3 separate regions of the Pan troglodytes genome follow, and all the other regions are linked to region 2. Evidence: chromatin contacts called from public Hi-C and HiChIP or PLAC-seq data. All regions are on one chromosome and are shown on one strand. The core of a region is the stretch at or near the end of the contact, and the rest is flanking DNA. Distances in the headings are between cores, read along the strand shown. Region 1 holds the start of LRFN3 (leucine rich repeat and fibronectin type III domain containing 3). Region 2 holds the start of ZBTB32 (zinc finger and BTB domain containing 32). Region 3 holds the start of TMEM147 (transmembrane protein 147).

The links. Hi-C and Micro-C count contacts between places; a contact is called where the count stands out from the background. HiChIP or PLAC-seq counts read pairs in DNA pulled down with a chosen protein or histone mark.
Region 1: a contact with region 2 is called in an H3K4me3 HiChIP or PLAC-seq map of stem cell-derived excitatory neurons, with 5 times the contacts expected there. The contact joins the promoter of LRFN3 here to the promoter of ZBTB32 in region 2. A contact is called at or near these places in 1 of 7 Hi-C or Micro-C datasets (stem cell-derived neural progenitor cells) and 1 of 1 datasets of contacts at active chromatin or transcription factors (stem cell-derived excitatory neurons).
Region 3: a Hi-C map of stem cell-derived neural progenitor cells shows a contact between it and region 2, with 5 times the contacts expected there. The contact joins the promoter of TMEM147 here to the promoter of ZBTB32 in region 2. A contact is called at or near these places in 3 of 7 Hi-C or Micro-C datasets (induced pluripotent stem cells and stem cell-derived neural progenitor cells), 1 of 1 datasets of contacts at active chromatin or transcription factors (stem cell-derived excitatory neurons) and 1 of 1 other capture datasets (stem cell-derived neural stem cells).

What each region holds. Positions count from the first base shown.
Region 1 is chr20:39,064,638-39,067,337 of NHGRI_mPanTro3-v2.0_pri, reverse strand. LRFN3 (leucine rich repeat and fibronectin type III domain containing 3) reads right to left here and starts at 1,418. Exons shown (of 3, transcript XM_524229.8): 1 at 236-1,418.
Region 2 is chr20:38,839,908-38,842,619 of NHGRI_mPanTro3-v2.0_pri, reverse strand. It overlaps ZBTB32 (zinc finger and BTB domain containing 32), which reads right to left and starts at 1,431. Exons shown (of 5, transcript NM_001135626.2): 1 at 551-1,431; 2 at 228-301; 3 at 51-119. The coding sequence starts at 1,431.
Region 3 is chr20:38,687,584-38,690,338 of NHGRI_mPanTro3-v2.0_pri, reverse strand. It overlaps TMEM147 (transmembrane protein 147), which reads right to left and starts at 1,256. Exons shown (of 7, transcript XM_016935691.4): 1 at 1,123-1,256; 2 at 982-1,051; 3 at 354-413; 4 at 131-267. The coding sequence starts at 1,199. GAPDHS (glyceraldehyde-3-phosphate dehydrogenase, spermatogenic) reads right to left here. Exons shown (of 11, transcript XM_512590.7): 10 at 1,933-2,030; 11 at 1,622-1,841. The coding sequence ends at 1,769.

The DNA.
Region 1 (2,700 bases), core at 169-2,668, 220 kb before region 2:
CAGGGGTCAGAGACCTGGAGGTCCCATCAACTGGGGCAGGGAAGGTCAGAGAGGGGCAGGGATGGCCAGTGTCCAGAGAGTGTTTGGAGCAGAGCAGGAGCTGAAGGCAGACCCATGGGGGAATGTCTTTTTTTCTGGAGAAACCCCAAGAGTGTCAAAGGGTACCTGGTACCGTAACCCGCAGCCACAATGCTCCTCCCAGCCCCTCCCCACCTTGAGGTTTCAGCAGCCTTACCTGAGCTAGAAGCAGCCCCAGGGAGCAGAGTCCTAGCTCCAGGGGAGTCAGAGGTCAAGGCTCTGGAGGGAGCATCTGGTCATGCTTTTCCTGTCCCCAAGGCTTCTGTAGAGGGACTGTGTCCTGACTCGGCTCAAATCTGTGGCAACGGAGTCTCCAGACCTTAATACTCGGGGTTCCAGACCCCTAAATATTGGGCCTCTAGGGTCCAGTTTTAGGGGTCCAGTTTGGGTTGTTCAGGGTCAGGGTCTCCCAGGTCCAGTCTTGGGATGCTAAGCAGCCAAACGGTGGGGTTTAGAGTCTGAGATCCGATCCCGGGGTTCTGCATTCAGATATTGGGGTGCTGAGTCAAGATTGGGAGGTCTCAAGCCCCAGATTTAAGCACTCAGGTCTGCAGCAAGGACTTCAGGCCCAAACTCGGGTTCAGGCCCCTTGGAATCCCACAGTCCAGATCTTGGAATTTGAGGCCTGAATCCCAGGGTTCAGGTCCCCAAGAGTGGGTTCCAGGGTACAGTACTGGAAATCCAGTCCCAGATTTCAAGGTCCCAGGCCCAGAATTCAGAGTTCAGCTCCAGGCTTGAGGTTTTAGATGTCAAATCTTGGGGTTCTGCTCCAAATATTGGGGTCTGTGTTCCAAATTGTGGGGTTCCGGCTCCAAATATTGAGGTCCCAGTGACCGATGTTGAGATTCCAGCCCCATATACTGGGGTTCAGGCTCCAGATCTTGGGGTTCCACGGCCGGATCTCGGGGTGCTGGTCCCAGATCAGGGTTCCAGGCTCGGGTTTCCGGAATTCCCGATTCAATCTGGGGGTGCAGGCCCCCGAGGTGGAGGTTAGGGCGCGGAGTCCGGGGCGGCGGCGTCCCGGCTGGCTTCCTGGGCTGCGGCGGAGGCTGACTGGGAGGGAGGGGACCGGCTGCGGTGGGGAGGGGGGCGACCGGGCAGCCCCAGGGCCGGGTGGGGCGAGGCCTGGGAGCTGAGGGACGGTCAGACAGATTGGAACACGCGGGATGGGGGCACCGCAGCGCAGGCGGGGGCGCAGGGGGGAGGGGCCGCGCTCAGAGACCCCTCCCCCGCCGGGGCCGAGGCGGGGGCCGGGCGGGGGCCGGGCTGGGCGGGCCGGGTCCAGGCGCTCCCGCGGCCTCCTCGCCGGGAACCCAGGGCAGCGCGCGCACCGGCGCTTAAAGGCGCAGGCTCCGCGCGCACCCGCGCTTAAAGGCGTAGGCACCCGCCCCTTCTCTCAAAGACGCGCCCCGGCCCCACCTCCCATGGAGTCGCACTGGCGCTGCTGGGAACGAGAATCCCTGGATACAGAGAGACTGAGACAGAGAGACAGAGAAGAACGGAGATACAGAAAGGCAGACAAAAAGATGGGCAGGCTTAGATTGATGGATAGAGAGGAGTAAATGGAAAGAGGCAGAGAGACAGATTGAAACACACACATATTCGAGACATGGAAATGCACAGAGACAGCGAGACACAGAGAGTGATGGAGAGACAAGAGATAAGGACAAGTCAGAGAAAGACAGAAACAGAGATAGAGACGTGCGTGCGCGCGCACACACAGACACACACATACACACTCATACGCTCTAAGACGCAGCACCTGGGCTGTGAGAATGGTGTGTGTATATGTGCATTCAGTAACCATTCCTAGCCTTGAGTGTAGCGCTTCATTCCAGAGCCACTGGCCCCCGAAACCTGTCTCTTTCTGCCCCCCTATCTCAGCACCACCTCCCTGGAATGTCCTTTCCACGGTTGGAGTTTCCTTACCTGGCCATGCCCAGCAACAGGCTTGATCTTTCAGGCCAGAGGGGCTCCTTCCCAAGGCTCCTTTCTCTGCCTGCAAGAGGGAAAACTTGTGCCATCTGGGATTAGGGAAAGACCTCAAGACACACTGACAGCCGGGGGCGGTGGCTCACGCCTGTAATCCCGGCTCGTTGGGAGGCCAAGGCGGGCGGATCTTTTGAGATCAGGCGTTGGAGACCAGCCTGGCCAACATGGAGAAACCCCATCTCTACTAAAAATACAAAAATTAGCCGGGTGTGGTGGCGGGCGCCCGTAATCCCAGCTACTTGGGAGGCTGAGGCAAGAGAATTGCTTGAACCCGGGAGGTGGAGATTGTAGTCATCTGAGATCCAGCCATTGCACTCCAGCCTGGGTGACAGAGTGAGACTCTGTCTTTAAAAGAAAGAAAGAAAGAAAGAAAAGCAGAGAGGGATGCCTTGCCTTGCAGGAGCCAGGCCAGGTGTCCTTGCAGTGCAGCCCACCAGGATCACCCGGGGGCACCATAGATCTCCAGGTCCCAACCTCAGAGTTTCTGGTTCAGTGGGTCTGAGGTGGGACCCGAACATTTGCATTTTTAACGAGTACCCAGGTGATGCTAATGTGACTTTTCAAAGACCATACTTTTTTTTTTGAGACAGGGTCTTGCTTTGTCACCCAGGCTGGAGCACATTGGTGCAA
Region 2 (2,712 bases), core at 182-2,681:
AATAAAGGGCTACAGTGGGGCTGAGGCACGAGTGCCCCCGCCCGACTCACCTGTGTGCCCCTGATCAGACTCTTCCATCTCCCCAGGGCTGAGCTGTGCGGGGCCCTGGGGGAGGGAACCTGGAAGGAACAGTGGGAGGTAGGGGCCCTGCTCAGGCTGGACTCCTCGAGCCCCACCCCAGAGAAGACACCATGTTACAGGTGTATGCAGGACAGTGAGGGGCTTACCTGGGGTGGGGCTGGAGGAGGCCAACTGGTTCTGGCTCCAGAGCCCTTTGGGGGCATTTAGGGACAGTGGGATCCTGGGATGGGGTGGGGAAGAGTTACAGCCTTGGCTAAACCTGGGAGCCTGGCCCCTTCGTGAAGAGGGGGTATCCCAAGTCCTCCCCCGGGGGCTGGGCTTTGGCGTGCCCTGTGGCAGCAGCTTCTTGTCTCTTCCCCAGCTCAGGAACTGTGCAGTACAGATGCGGTGCCCTTCCACCCAGCAGGGCTGCCCCTCCTGGGCCATGCCCTCCCAGCCTGGAGGCAGAGCACTAGACCCCGCCACTCACCTGTGTTCCCGCCAGACCTCCTGCCAGGCTCCAGTGGTGGGGGTGCTATGGTAGAAGGGAATGCCATATCTGGGCGGCATCAGCAGGATGCTCCACAGGGCAGGCTGGCCCCCCACCAACCAAGGGGCCTCAGCCCACGAGGGCCTAGGGGTGACGCTGGTTTGCAGGGAGCCTGCTGGGGGAAGGGGGCCAGGGAGCTTGCGCAGACTTTCCTCAGAGCCCCCTGGATTTTCCCTCAACCACATGAGCACTCCATGCTTCCCATCTGCTCCCCTTTGGCCAACAGGGGCTTGGAGGTGTTTCTCCTTTGACCTGGTCTGTTCCTGCTGAGCCTCCTGCGTTGCTCCTGCCATCTCGGGGCTGCCTCTTGGTGGCGAGTGCTTGTGCAACATCTCCTGTTCTCTCCCACCAGTTCTAGAAACCTGCTCTGGTTTCTGCTTCTCTCCAGGGTCCCCCAGTTCTCTCTCAGCATTCCTTGAGGGTTTCTCTGGCTCCTCCTGATGTTTCTTCAGGCCTGGATCTGGCTTTTTAGCCCTGTCCCCTCGAGCCCTCCAGCATGCCTCTTCCAGGGACTGCACTCCCAAGGCCCTGGCCGCCTCCTGAAGGGGCCTTAGCTCCCTAGGCTGCAGCTCTACACTCTCCCCATACACAAAGTTCAGGAGCTGGGCAAAGGTAGAAGGGCTGATGCCTTCTCCCAGAGCCCACTGGCCCCTGCGGCCCAGCTGCTGGCTGACACCTGCTAGCACCAGGCTGTGGGCGGGGAACTCCTGGCCCCCTACGGTGATCAGAGTATCACAGAGTGCTGGCCGGAGCCTGGCTGCTAGCTGTACCAGCCGATCAGAGCCATAGGGGCTGGGCAGTCTTATGGGGGGCAGGGACATTGTGCCTTGGCTTGGGTACCTAACTCAGAGGCTCTAAGAGGAAGTCCACAGTGTGAGGTCCATGGTTGAAAGGGGAGGGAGGAACATCTCATCTCATTTCAAGCCTGTGGATGTGAGGGGAGAGGGTGTGAGTTGCTGGTCCTAGATCAGAGCCCTCTGTCCTGAGTGAGCAAATAAAGTAACCCAAGAGAGGATTGGAGCTTATCCAGAATCATAGCAGGTAGGCATGGTGGCCAGAGAATGGAAATCAGACCAAATTCAGGACTTAAAGAGCAAGGGCCAGTCAGTTAACAGAAATATCTAGTAGTGGGTTTAAGACAGGCGTGCGGAAAGTCTGCCAGTTGGCAGTCTCTGACGTAAAAGATAGCAGATACTGCCACTTCTGCTTCTCCAAGCCCCTCTGCAGGGAAACACCTCTGCGCAAGCCAGGCTTTCTTCATTCCAGACAAGGATCACCACAAAACCCAGTCAACGCCGGCACTAAGGGATGGAGCATGACACAGTTTCACGGGAGAGCTTAGAAAGCTAGTGGGTCCTCCCCCAAAAGCCCATCGCTCCTGAAAGGCAGAGAGGGCAGCATGATAGGGATCCTGGCTGCAGGAGCGCAGGCGCTAAGGCATCCGGCAGTCATCACTGTGAAGCTGAAGCTTCTAGAACACATCCTCAGGGAAGGAACCAGACATTCCCATCCAGAGAACGAGGAGAGCAGGTGCAGAAGCCACAGGAGAGGAGGCTCCTGACCCAATGATGGAGAGACCTTTTGGAGAATGGACCCCTGAGGAGATGGGAGGAAAGGACATGGGGACTGGAGACAGGGAGGCTGTTTCCTCTCAAGATTCGGGTAAGGAGATGGTTTAATTTGTTTTTCATAAGACAAAAAGTGAAGAATAGAAAGACAGCACCCAACCAGGCAGGAGTTTCTCACACATCAAAACCACCACATTGGCTTTTAAGAAGAGAGCTGGGAACCCAGATATGAAGAGAACCAGAACCTCAGTGTCTTAGCACCCAGCAGGCAGAGTCCTAGGTGCAGGTTCCCTGTGAGCAAGGGCCCTTGGGGCAGGGAGGGCTGCACTTGGACACCTCAGGGAGAGGGCTCTAGGTTGGCAGGGAGGAGACAGACAGAGTTGTGATGGGAAGAAGGCCTCAGCTGGGGAGAGGCTATCACTCACCGCTTGTAGCTTCTTCCAGGACACCGCATGCTCTGAACTACTGTTGGGGCTCCTGGGGCCCACCCTGGAGCTAGCCCCGCCCCTGACCTCACAGGCCTCCATTGGATGT
Region 3 (2,755 bases), core at 7-2,506, 150 kb after region 2:
AAGGCAAAGGATGGGATTCTCCAGTACTCAGACACCTTCAGCACCAGGCTTTGAGCCCCTGCCCTCCAGCACCCCCGTGGAACCCAGGTGTCCCTTCTCAGGGGTCTGGGCTCCAGGCTGCTGTACGCACCGGGACATAATAAGCTCGGCAGTGGCCCAGCCCAGGGCAGCAACCATGATCTTGTACTCCCCCTTGCCGGCATTCCGGGACATGACAAGGTTTAGACCTATCAGGTCTGCCACATCCACGCTGGCCTTCATGAACTCCTGCGGGTCAGGTTGAGGCTTAAGTAAGCACAGGGGGACAGGGAGCCCCATTCCTGAACTCCCTGCCCTTCCCTGGCCCCTCTCACCCCAATGAAGTCATAGATGCCGCCTTCCCAGGTGGGAAAGAAAGTGGCCAAGAACAGCATCTGAGAACAGAAAGTAGAAAGAGGTCACTTCAAGGTGAGGGGATCAAGATAAACCACGTGGGATTTGTGGGAAGTTCGTGGGTATGAGGAGGGCAGGACAGGTTCTGGGGGCCCATCTGGAAGAGGAACCACCAGATGGTGGCAAAATTACAGGAATCGGGGAGATAGAGGATAGGTCCCCGGGTCCCCGAGGGGGCTGGAAGTTTGAGTTCTGGGTGATCACAGGGCATCTGAGTCAGGTCTGAAGGTGCTGCTCCCTGGGCAGTGTTAGCAGCACGTACGGAATCAGTGATCACTCTTAACCGCACCAAAAAAAACCTGTTAGCCAACCACACTACTGAGGTTTTCTCAGTTTTACTAAGTGCTACGCAAAAGTTGCTTCTAGGTCTCTTCTCAGGTCGTGCCCTCTTTAAAGTCCATCCTCTCTAGGTATCCTGACGCCTCCCAATGCGGAGTCCCGAGGGCGGTCCCACCGTGGGGCGGCGGGGGCGCGGATAGGCAACGGGGGCGGGTCCCTGGGTCTGCAGAGCCTGGGGGCCAGAACACGTGGCTTCCCGGTGGCCCTCACCTTGCAGAGTTGGACAAAGAGGTAGGTGACTCCAGCCTGGACGCATTTCCAGAAGGCGTTGTACTCGGACCTGGAGAAGCGGGAGGTGAGGGTCGGCCCGGGCCCCGCGCCCTCTCCGCCCCGCGCCCTTCCCGCACTCACAGGCCGCTGCACTTGTAGGTGATGAAGTAGGGGAAGTAGGCAAGAGCGAAGCAGTTCCCGAAGTGAAACAGGGTCATGACGCCGGCCGCCCGGTCCCGCCCGCGCGGGGATCGCGAGGCGGCGTCTCCGGGAGCGGGCCTCCGGCTCTGCCGGCACTTTCGCCACGGCCAGGGCCTGGCACCCACCTGACTGGCGGGGGCCCGCGCGCGACCTTCTGGGAGCAGTAGTCCCGGCGCGGGGCGTCGCGCCCAGTGACGTCAGAGCGCCCGTGGCCGGCCCTGGTTCCCACCGCTGCCGGCCCAGAGCTTTGGGGAGTGACTTCCAGCCATGCGGGGCCTCTACCGCTGCCATCGCGGTCCCGGTCTCCTGAAGTGGAACCCGGCTTGGAGTCGAGCGCGACCCCTCGCCCGTGGGCGCAGGCGATCGAGTAAGGGTGGGGCGGGCCTCAAACCCGGATCAGAACCCGCCCTGACCGGCGCAGAGATACGGGACGCAGCCGTGAGCACTGTTTTTTATTTCACCATGGACCCATCGGCGTGGGGCGCCCGCCCCGGGTGCCCTTCCTCCCTCGGGCAGCCAGATGCTGGAACGGGAGGCACATGTTCCGGCCCCGGCCCCTGGGAAGGAAAGAAAGGACCTTCCCCTTTCACTTGTCTCGGCTGAACATGTAGCGGAGGAGGTCGACCACCCGGTGACTGTAGCCATATTCATTGTCGTACCTGTGGAGGAGGGGTCGGGAGGTTCAAGGGGGTTCCTTCTGACCACTCCTTAGTTCCCCTCCCTCTGAGTCTCCAGCTCCTTCCCCCTTACCATGAAATGAGCTTCACGAAATTGTCATTGAGCGCAATGCCGGCCTTAGCATCGAAGATGGACGAGTGGGTATCACCGAGGAAGTCCATAGAGACGACCTGGAAGTCAGAATTTCAAAGATAAGTGTGTCCGGCAGAGCAAGGACCTCCGGGAGCTGAGGCCCCGACTCTTAGCTGTATCGCCCATCCATGCATTCATCTATAATATTTGACGTAGCCCTACTGTGTCCAGTCTCTGGACTGGAGGGTATGACCAAGTGCAGGGTATGACCAAGGCACTGTGTCAGGGTCTGGCCAAAGGGCACAGGTCACAAACACCCTCATGCTGTACCAGTACATCCCTTTCCTAGGAATAATGCAAGCATTTGGAATGGGCCAGCATGGAGGGCCTCTCTGAGGGGTGGCCATGAGCCTGGGTCTAGATGACTAGAAAGATCTGACCAGCTGGGGCCCTCAGCACAGTGTCTGAGGTAGAAGGAGCTGCAGGAATGGAGGACCTGAGGGTTTTAGCCCTAGTGTCATGAAAGGCCACAGGAGTGTTTTCAATCCTGAAAACGGGTGATGCAATGTGATTGTATTAAAACAAAAGATCCCGGTGACTGTGGGAAAGTGGACCTGCAGGAGTTAATGCAGGGAGACAACACCAAGGTGGACGTATAGGGGTCCACCATGACCATGGCATCCACTCCTCACAGAGAAGGCATCTGGCCATGGCCTGGCCCTGAGCTAGTATTGAAAAAAATGGGAGCTGTTGTCTTTTGTTCACTAAGCATGTATTAGTCACCTGCTGTATGCCAGGTTGGAGCCACAAAAGTGAAAATGCA